2 separate regions of the Xenopus laevis genome follow, and region 2 is linked to region 1. The links are chromatin contacts, called in public Hi-C maps. All regions are on one chromosome and are shown on one strand. Each heading gives the region's core, a stretch centred on a gene start, on an enhancer-like site or on the middle of the called end of the contact. The rest is flanking DNA. Distances are from core to core; before and after follow the strand shown. Region 1 has its middle 60 kb from the start of fzd8.L. Region 2 holds the start of fzd8.L (frizzled class receptor 8 L homeolog).

Evidence for each region. Hi-C and Micro-C count contacts between places; a contact is called where the count stands out from the background.
Region 2: a Hi-C map of the XTC cell line shows a contact between it and region 1, with 3 times the contacts expected there. The contact joins the promoter of fzd8.L here to the enhancer-like site in region 1. A contact is called at or near these places in 2 of 4 Hi-C or Micro-C datasets (the XTC cell line and animal cap).

What each region holds. Positions count from the first base shown.
Region 1 is chr6L:20,228,751-20,233,057 of Xenopus_laevis_v10.1, forward strand. No RefSeq gene overlaps it. Among protein-coding and RNA genes, the nearest start is that of fzd8.L, 60 kb to the right of the region's middle. Within about 2 kb of position 1,366, at least 1 of the 7 cell types and tissues checked has an H3K27ac peak or open chromatin away from gene starts, as enhancers often do.
Region 2 is chr6L:20,289,124-20,293,344 of Xenopus_laevis_v10.1, forward strand. fzd8.L (frizzled class receptor 8 L homeolog) reads left to right here and starts at 1,975. Exons shown (of 1, transcript NM_001085675.1): 1 at 1,975-3,820. The coding sequence starts at 1,975. The coding sequence ends at 3,723.

The sequences.
Region 1 (4,307 bases), core at 116-2,615:
TATCAGTGTTAGATGTAATCATGCCTCCCGGTATTTCTCAGGCCTCTGACAATAGTAACACTTTTCATTCTCACAGGTCCTAGTGCCCCTTTCATTGTCTTCTGATTAGCTTTGCAATTGATTGACCAGAACACTAATTACACGTTCCTTGTAGTAACTCGGCATTACTGTAAGAATTAATGAGACACAATTACTGTTTCCTGCTTAGTGCAGCGTCTTCTAATGAATAGAGCCCGTTGAAAACAGAGGCAAAAATGTGGTCTTTTATCCCAAATTTTTATAAATCTTTGTTCCATACTGCTTTATTTTTTAATCCCCAAGGTTGTTTTATCTAAACCTTGTGTTATAATTTGGCCTTCACTGAAAGTCTGGAGAGTATAAAAAAGTACTTAAGAACCAGCAATGAGCTTGGGGTGGTAGAATGCCAAGGGAAACTGGCTAAAGAACACATTACAATGTGATTTAAACAACCTACATTGATAGGGCATAAGGGTGTAAGTCTCAGTATTAATGATTTAACTTAATGTTAATTAATGTTTATTACCCAGAATTCCTTGTAACTTGCAAAAAATATATTGTGACAAGCCAGAGAGAGAACGAGAGAGAGAGATGATAGATAGAAAGATAGATGATAGATAGATGATAGATAGATAGATAGATAGATAGATAGATAGATAGATAGATAGATAGATAGATAGATAGAGAGATAGATGGATTTATAGATAAAGAGATGACAGATTATTAGATAAAGAGATAGCTAGGGAGAGAGAGAGAGAGAGAGAGAGAGAGAGAGAGAGAGAGAGAGAGAGAGAGAGAGAGAGAGAGAGAGAGAGAGAGAAATAGATAGACAAGAGATAGATACATGATAGATAGATAGATAGATAGATAGATAGATAGATAGATAGATAGATAGATAGATAGATAGATAGATAGATAGATAGATAGATTTATAGATAAAGAGATGGTAGATTATTAGATAAAGAGATGATAGATAGATAGACAGACAAACAGACGGACGGACGGACAGACAGATAGACAGACAGACAGATAGATAAAGAATTGTAATGATAATAATTTCATCGGTTTCAAGCTTTGTGACTTTTACAATACAATACTAACCCATACTAACAACTAATACAAAGAATACACTATGGCCTCAGTACTTTTATCTATATTTTTCCATTATTGCGCCTCTATGTATAAACCTGCAATGCACACACAGTGTATACTGGACCAGCTACAGGCCTGCTTGTGCTATTTACAGACTTCCTCAGTGCCTAAGACTGATGGGTCCCTTGCAGGAGAGTGATCTGTAATGCTCCCTCTATCAGCCTCTAAATCTTTGCCCTCCGGCTCATAACCTTTGTGCTCCCCAGCTGCACATGTCTGAATGTCTCCAGGCAATCGCAACCTCTGCACCGGCTCTCACTGTACATGTGCTTAGAGATGTGCATTATTTAGCAGTCAGTCCAAGTAAGAGATACGTTTTCCCATAACTTCACTCAGAATTCTCTCTGAACTACAAAAATGCATGTGATTGTTTCTGTAACAGAAGTGTACAAAACACTGATATGTTGATAGTCTAAAAAAAACAGAGAAGGCTCGGTAGGTGCAAGGAATGTTTTATGTGTTGGGAGGGAGGCTGACTTCTCTAGTGTCTTTAAATTCTTACCTTGGTCTTACTATATTCACTTAGCAAACTGATGACCACTGACAGACGCTTCCTATTATTGTTGTCATTCTTTATAAAGTGATGACGTATTTATGCAGCGCTTTACTGCGGCTGTTTCTCATTCACATCAGTCCCTGCTCCATTTTGGCTCACTGTCTAAGGTCCCTTTAAGATTTACACAACACACTATGGTGATGTTCATCAGCAGCCAGTTATCATACCTCTATGTTTTAGATGAGTAGGAGGAAACCATATGGAGATCCAAGGAGACCATCTATCTGTCTTGTAATATAACTAAAGACACCAGCAATGCATGGTAGTACAGGTACGAGACCTGTTATCCAGATAAGAAGTCTTTCCATCATTTAAATCTCTATACCTTAATTCTAAAAAATGTAAACATAACTTACTGAACCTCCGCTTGCAATTCTCTTCAGAAAAGGCGATTGGGTGATCCATCGTGTGGTGCTGGATTTCTCCTCCCTGCCTTCCTTATAGGAGAAAGCCAGGGAAGAGAAATTGAGCGCCACACGATGGATTGTCGTCCTGCCGCCTTTTCTGAAATGCAGCGCAAGCAGAAATTCGGTAAGGTTATTCTAAATGAAGACTTTGGGATTGTGTTGGTGTTTTTTTTCGTAGTATACAAACAAATTTATTCAAACATTTTTTTAATGTTACTAGTCCTTTCAGTGTTGTAGTGAAATGGTAGGGGAACTAGGCTCTTTATTGGCTCTTTATGGTAGAAGCTTTCAATCAATTCAAAATGTTGACTTATATGTTCCTAGAAGAAAAGAACTTTCATTTGAAGCAACGTAGGGGGTTCTTCACAGTCAGGACAGTGAGGTTGTGGAATGCACTGCCGGGTGATGTTGTGATGCTGATTCAGTTAATGACTATAAGAATGGCTTGGATGATTTTTTGGACAGACATAATATCAAAGGCTATTGTGATACTAAGCTCTATAGTTAGTATAGGTATGGGTATATAGAATTTAATTAAAAGTAGGGAGGGGTGTGTGTATGGATGCTGGGTTTTCATTTGGAGGGGTTGAACTTGATGGACTTTGTCTTTTTTCAACCCAATTTAACTATGTAACTATGTAACATGTAGAAGCATCTCTACCATAGAGAACATATTGGCTATTTAAATAAGTAAAGGGGCAAAATGTATTGTGATTGTTGCTATTCTACCAGCAAGGACGGCAGCTACATTAGATGCTTTCTGCCTAAAGTTTTCTGCAAACAGGCTCCTCTTTCTTCACCTTTGGTTAGTATCCTTCCTCTTGGTCCGGGTATAGGCCAACACATGCCAACAATACAAGCCAACATCAGACTTTAGGTCAAAGGTTCCATACAGAGGGTTTAAGAGGATTTAATGCAGTGGGCAGCCTACCTCTCAGCATTTTAAAAAACATTTTAGGGCATCCTACTGATCTGTACCAGCTACTCCTAGACATACCTATGATTCATTTGAAATTCACCCTCTTTTGAGGTCAGTATTCTGGACTGCCACTTAAAGTTCTGGACCATTGAAAGGTAACTTGTAGCCTTTTCTGCCTTAAATACCCTTTTAGCTGTATCAGTTTAATATTATGAGCTTGAGTCCTGACTATATCTAGATGCCCAAATCTACCTCCAGTAATAGAGAAAATGGAATTCAATTATCTTACCTATTATTCATGCACAACTCATGCAGGGACCCAATCCCAACTAGAATAGTAATAATAAGGATAATGTGAATTCATGTCTTACAAAAGAAAATAAGTGATTTTATTCATATCCAAATGTCAGCACCTTGACTTGTGTGCAAATGATACTTTCAGCAAAACATTCCCAGCTGCCAGAGTAGTTCTAACACTAGATTGATTTTAGATACATTTCAGCATTGTGATCGGTAAAGGCTCCATTTTTTTGCATTTCCTAATAAGCAGGGGCAAAGGCAAAACATTAAGTGGAATAACCTAATTCCATAAAGACGCATTGGTTTCTAGGGAGGAAATATAGACTTATATAACACTTGACAGCTTCTGACAACCTAATCCTGTTGTTTGAGGACAAGCCTGTAGAATATGCTGAGCGGCCATAATTCTGGCATATTTGTGGATGACTTTTTGCATGTTGTGACTAAAACCAGACAAGCTGGAGGTAATTGTCCGTGTTTTTGTTATCTTAAAATAGAAATATCATTATGCTAGATCACATACCGGTTTTATATTTACACTTTTTGAGGACATGAATCTTAACTAAAAATGACCCACATATTAAAAGCATAGTTTACTGAGAATAATACCTGTTTTGTTAAGCCTTTCTTGAGTATAAAAATGTGAACCCCAAGTCTGAAGATCAGTTACAGAGCTGGGCCAAGTAGTACACGCATCCAAGGCAAGGATGCTTGCATGTCCGACCAATCAACTCTTAGCTCCACACACTCCTGACTCAATTGCCTTTAGTACTAGCCCACTCCAGCTCCATCTCCTTGTTGAAATCAGTACTACAATACCAGGACCGAGTTAATAAAGGCAGAAGAGGCAAGTGTCTAGGGCCCTAACCCCCCTGAGCAAAGAGACCTGCAGAAAATCTTTTAAAGGGATACTGTCAAAAAAAATTTTTTCAAAATGAATCAGTTAATAGTGCTG
Region 2 (4,221 bases), core at 725-3,224, 61 kb after region 1:
CCCAGCATCCCCAGCATCCCTTCCTCTGCACTCCTGCATCTGACTCCTGACACAATGTAGCCAGAAACCACTTGTCCGGGAGTCAGAAGCAGCAGTGCGGAGAATGAATGGCAGCCAAATATATACTGTTTCAGGAGCAGAGAAACCTTAAAACCAATGAAATGAAAGCAGAGTGGATAGTTGCTTAGAATGACATTGACTGATATTAGTCGCAAAAATGAAAGAATCCCTTTTAGGCAAATCCTTTGTAGGAATCAGAAGGCAACATTCCAACTGCACCCAATTCGGTCTAATTTCAAGCTAAATTGTGTCTAGAGCGTTAATGCACACAAGTATGTCAATATATGTATTGTTTGCAAAAATTCTTGGTAATATGGGGGTGTATGAATAAGTGATAATAATTCTTCTTCTTCCAGGTCCCTAGTTCCCTTATGCTCCTGAAGTCTCCCCTTGAGCATTACCCCTCATACTGCACCCCAGTCATGTGCCTCTAATTCCGACCCCCTCATTTCTTCCCTGATCCCTACATTTCAATGAGTCATGTTACACAAGTGACATCAATAATCAACGACTATAATGGATGACATCATTAAGCAACAAGGCATAGGAAACAACGGTAAGCCCCCTCAGTCTGCCCCCCCAAAAGGCAATACTTTTTGACAGGTATGGGGTCTATCTGAATAACGGGAAGGCCATCTCCCATAGACTCCATTTTTATCAAATAATTCAAAAATGTGCAAGTGATTTCCTTTGTCCCAGTAATAATAAAACAGTAGCTTGTACTTGATCCCAACTTAGATATAATTAATCCTTATTGGAAGCAAAACCAGCCTATTGGGTTTATTTAATGTTTACATGATTTTTTAGTAGACAAGATCCCTTATACAGAAACCCTCAGGTCCCAAGCATTCTGGATAACAGGTTCCATACCTGTATATATGGATAGAGAGAGATAGATAGATAGATAGATAGATAGATAGATAGATAGATAGATAGATAGATAGATAGATAGATAGATAGATAGATAGATAGATAATAGATAGATAGATAGATAGATAGATAGATAGATAGATAGATAGATAGATAGATAGATAGTGATAGATGAGAAATAGATATTAATTATTAATTAATTATTAAACAGGTTCCATACCTGTATATATGGATAGAGAGAGATAGATAGATAATAGATAGATAGATTAGAGAGATAGATAGATAGATAGATAGATAGATAGATAGATAGATAGATAGATAGATAGATAGTGATAGATGAGAAATAGATATTAATTATGGGCAATAACAATACTATTAAAGTAAAGTTATTAATATAGGTGATGTGTGTATGTCACAATATGATATATATATATATAACAGTCATCATAACATCTGATTGAATGTGCAGGGAGAGTGGGGTGTGAGTGCAGAGGAATGTCAGGATGACGAGAGTCAGGAGTAGTGAGTTTATTTCAGTAAATCCATCAGACTAATGATGTTTGCTCTCAATAATAAGCGACATCCCCGGCCTGTGCATAACAATGGGCCGCTAATAAACACGCGGAGACCCTCTAGTTCAGGTTAGTGATTTGCTTCAGGCAGCGGCCCCACCTCTCTCCGGGGGGGATTAGTGGATTGGCGGGGGGGTGGGATGGGTATAAATATTCATGGGAGTGAGCAGCACACTCAGTAGACTCAGTACATTCAGCACACTCAGTACACTGAGCTCAGAGCTAAGGGAAGGCAGGAGCGCTAGAGAAGAGAAGCGCAGACAATCGCACACAATCGCTACAAGCGCGCACTGATCGCAAAGCTGCCGGATATTGATTTATTGCCTCTATCAGTGAGAAGCTGTCACGGTGGATTTATTAACCTGTCGCTGCTGCAACTTCTCCCGAGTGCGACTTGTGGAGTTGTCCGGGCGCCGCCAGGAATGAGCCTCAGACAGTGACCCCGCAGCCGCCTGTGAGTGACCCGTGTAACATGGAGAGTCTGTCGCTGTCGCTGCTGCTGCTGCTCGTGTCGTGGCTTCAGGGGTCTCAATGCGCCGCGGCCAAGGAACTGTCCTGCCAAGAGATCACGGTCCCCCTGTGCAAAGACATCGGCTACAACTACACGTACATGCCCAACCAGTTCAACCACGACACGCAGGACGAGGCCGGGATGGAGGTGCATCAGTTCTGGCCGCTGGTCGTTATTCACTGCTCCCCGGACCTCAAGTTCTTCCTGTGCAGCATGTACACCCCCATCTGCCTGGAGGACTACAAGAAGCCGCTGCCCCCGTGTCGGAGCGTGTGTGAGCGGGCGCGGGCTGGTTGTGCCCCTCTCATGCGTCAGTACGGCTTCGCTTGGCCGGATCGCATGCGATGTGATCGTCTGCCCGAGCAAGGCAACCCGGACACCCTGTGTATGGACTACTACAACCGGACTGAGCAGACTACAGCCGCCCCCAGTCACCCGGAGCCCCCCAAACCCCCGGCCAGGTCGGTTCCTAAAGGCAGGACACGCGTGGAGCCCCCACGCAGCAGATCGCGGACGACAGGGTGTGAGTCAGGCTGCCAGTGCCGGGCCCCTATGGTGCAGGTTTCTAACGAGAGACACCCCCTGTACAACCGGGTCAGGACCGGCCAGATCCCCAACTGTGCGATGCCCTGTCACAACCCCTTCTTCAGCCCAGAGGAGAGAACCTTCACCGAGTTCTGGATCGGACTCTGGTCTGTACTTTGTTTTGCCTCCACTTTTGCCACTGTCTCCACTTTCCTCATTGACATGGAACGTTTCAAGTACCCCGAGCGCCCCATCATCTTCCTCTCCGCCTGTTACCTGCTGGTCTCCACTGGCTACCTGATCCGGCTCATTGCTGGCCATGAGAAAGTGGCTTGTAGCCGGGGGGAACTGGACCTGGAACATATAATCCACTATGAGACCACTGGGCCAGCCCTTTGTACTCTGGTCTTTCTTCTCATCTACTTCTTTGGCATGGCCAGCTCCATCTGGTGGGTCATTCTGTCCCTGACCTGGTTCCTGGCCGCTGGCATGAAATGGGGCAACGAGGCTATCGCTGGCTACTCCCAGTATTTCCACTTGGCCGCCTGGTTGGTGCCCAGCATCAAATCTATTGCTGTGCTGGCCCTTAGTTCAGTGGACGGCGACCCGGTGGCTGGCATCTGCTTTGTGGGCAACCAGAACCTGGACAACCTGCGTGGATTTGTGTTGGCCCCGTTAGTCATCTACTTGTTCATTGGCAGCATGTTCCTCCTGGCCGGATTTGTCTCCCTCTTTAGGATCCGCAGTGTCATCAAACAAGGGGGCACCAAGACGGACAAACTGGAAAAACTCATGATCAGGATCGGGATATTCAGCGTCTTGTACACGGTGCCCGCCACTATAGTGGTAGCGTGTTTCTTCTACGAACAGCACAACCGCCAGGGTTGGGAGGTGGCTCATAACTGTAACTCGTGCCAACCCGAAATGGCACAGCCCCGCCGGCCGGACTACGCGGTTTTCATGCTCAAGTACTTCATGTGCCTGGTGGTGGGCATCACCTCGGGCGTCTGGATCTGGTCGGGAAAGACTTTGGAATCGTGGAGGGCGTTCTGTACCCGCTGCTGTTGGGGCAGCAAAGCCACTGGAGGGTCAATGTACAGCGACGTCAGCACCGGGCTCACCTGGAGATCTGGAACTGGCAGTTCAGTGTCCTGCCCAAAACAAATGCCCTTATCTCAGGTCTAGATGGAGGTTTAACTTGGACTTACAGGAACAGTAACACCAAAAAATGAAAGTCATTTAAAGTAATGCAACTAGAATGCACTGTTAACCTTGACGTGTTTGCTTCAGAAACTCTAATATAGTTGATATAAACAAGCTGCTGTGTAGCCATGGGGGCAGCCATTCAAAGCTGAAAAAGGAGAAAAGGCAAAGGATATAACAGATAAGCTCTGTAGTATACAATGGGATTCCTTAGAACTTATCTGTTATCTACTGTGTATCCTGTGCTTGAATGGCTGTCCCCATGGCTACACAGCAGCTTATTTATATAAACTATAGTAGTACTTATCTGTTATCTACTGTGTATCCTGTGCTTGAATGGCTGTCCCAATGGCTACACAGCAGCTTGTTTATATAAACTATAGTAGTGTTTCTGAAGCAAACACATCAGTTTTACAAGTGCAGGGCAACACTACATTATTTATTTATTCATTAATTAAAGGACCAGTAGCATCAAAAAAA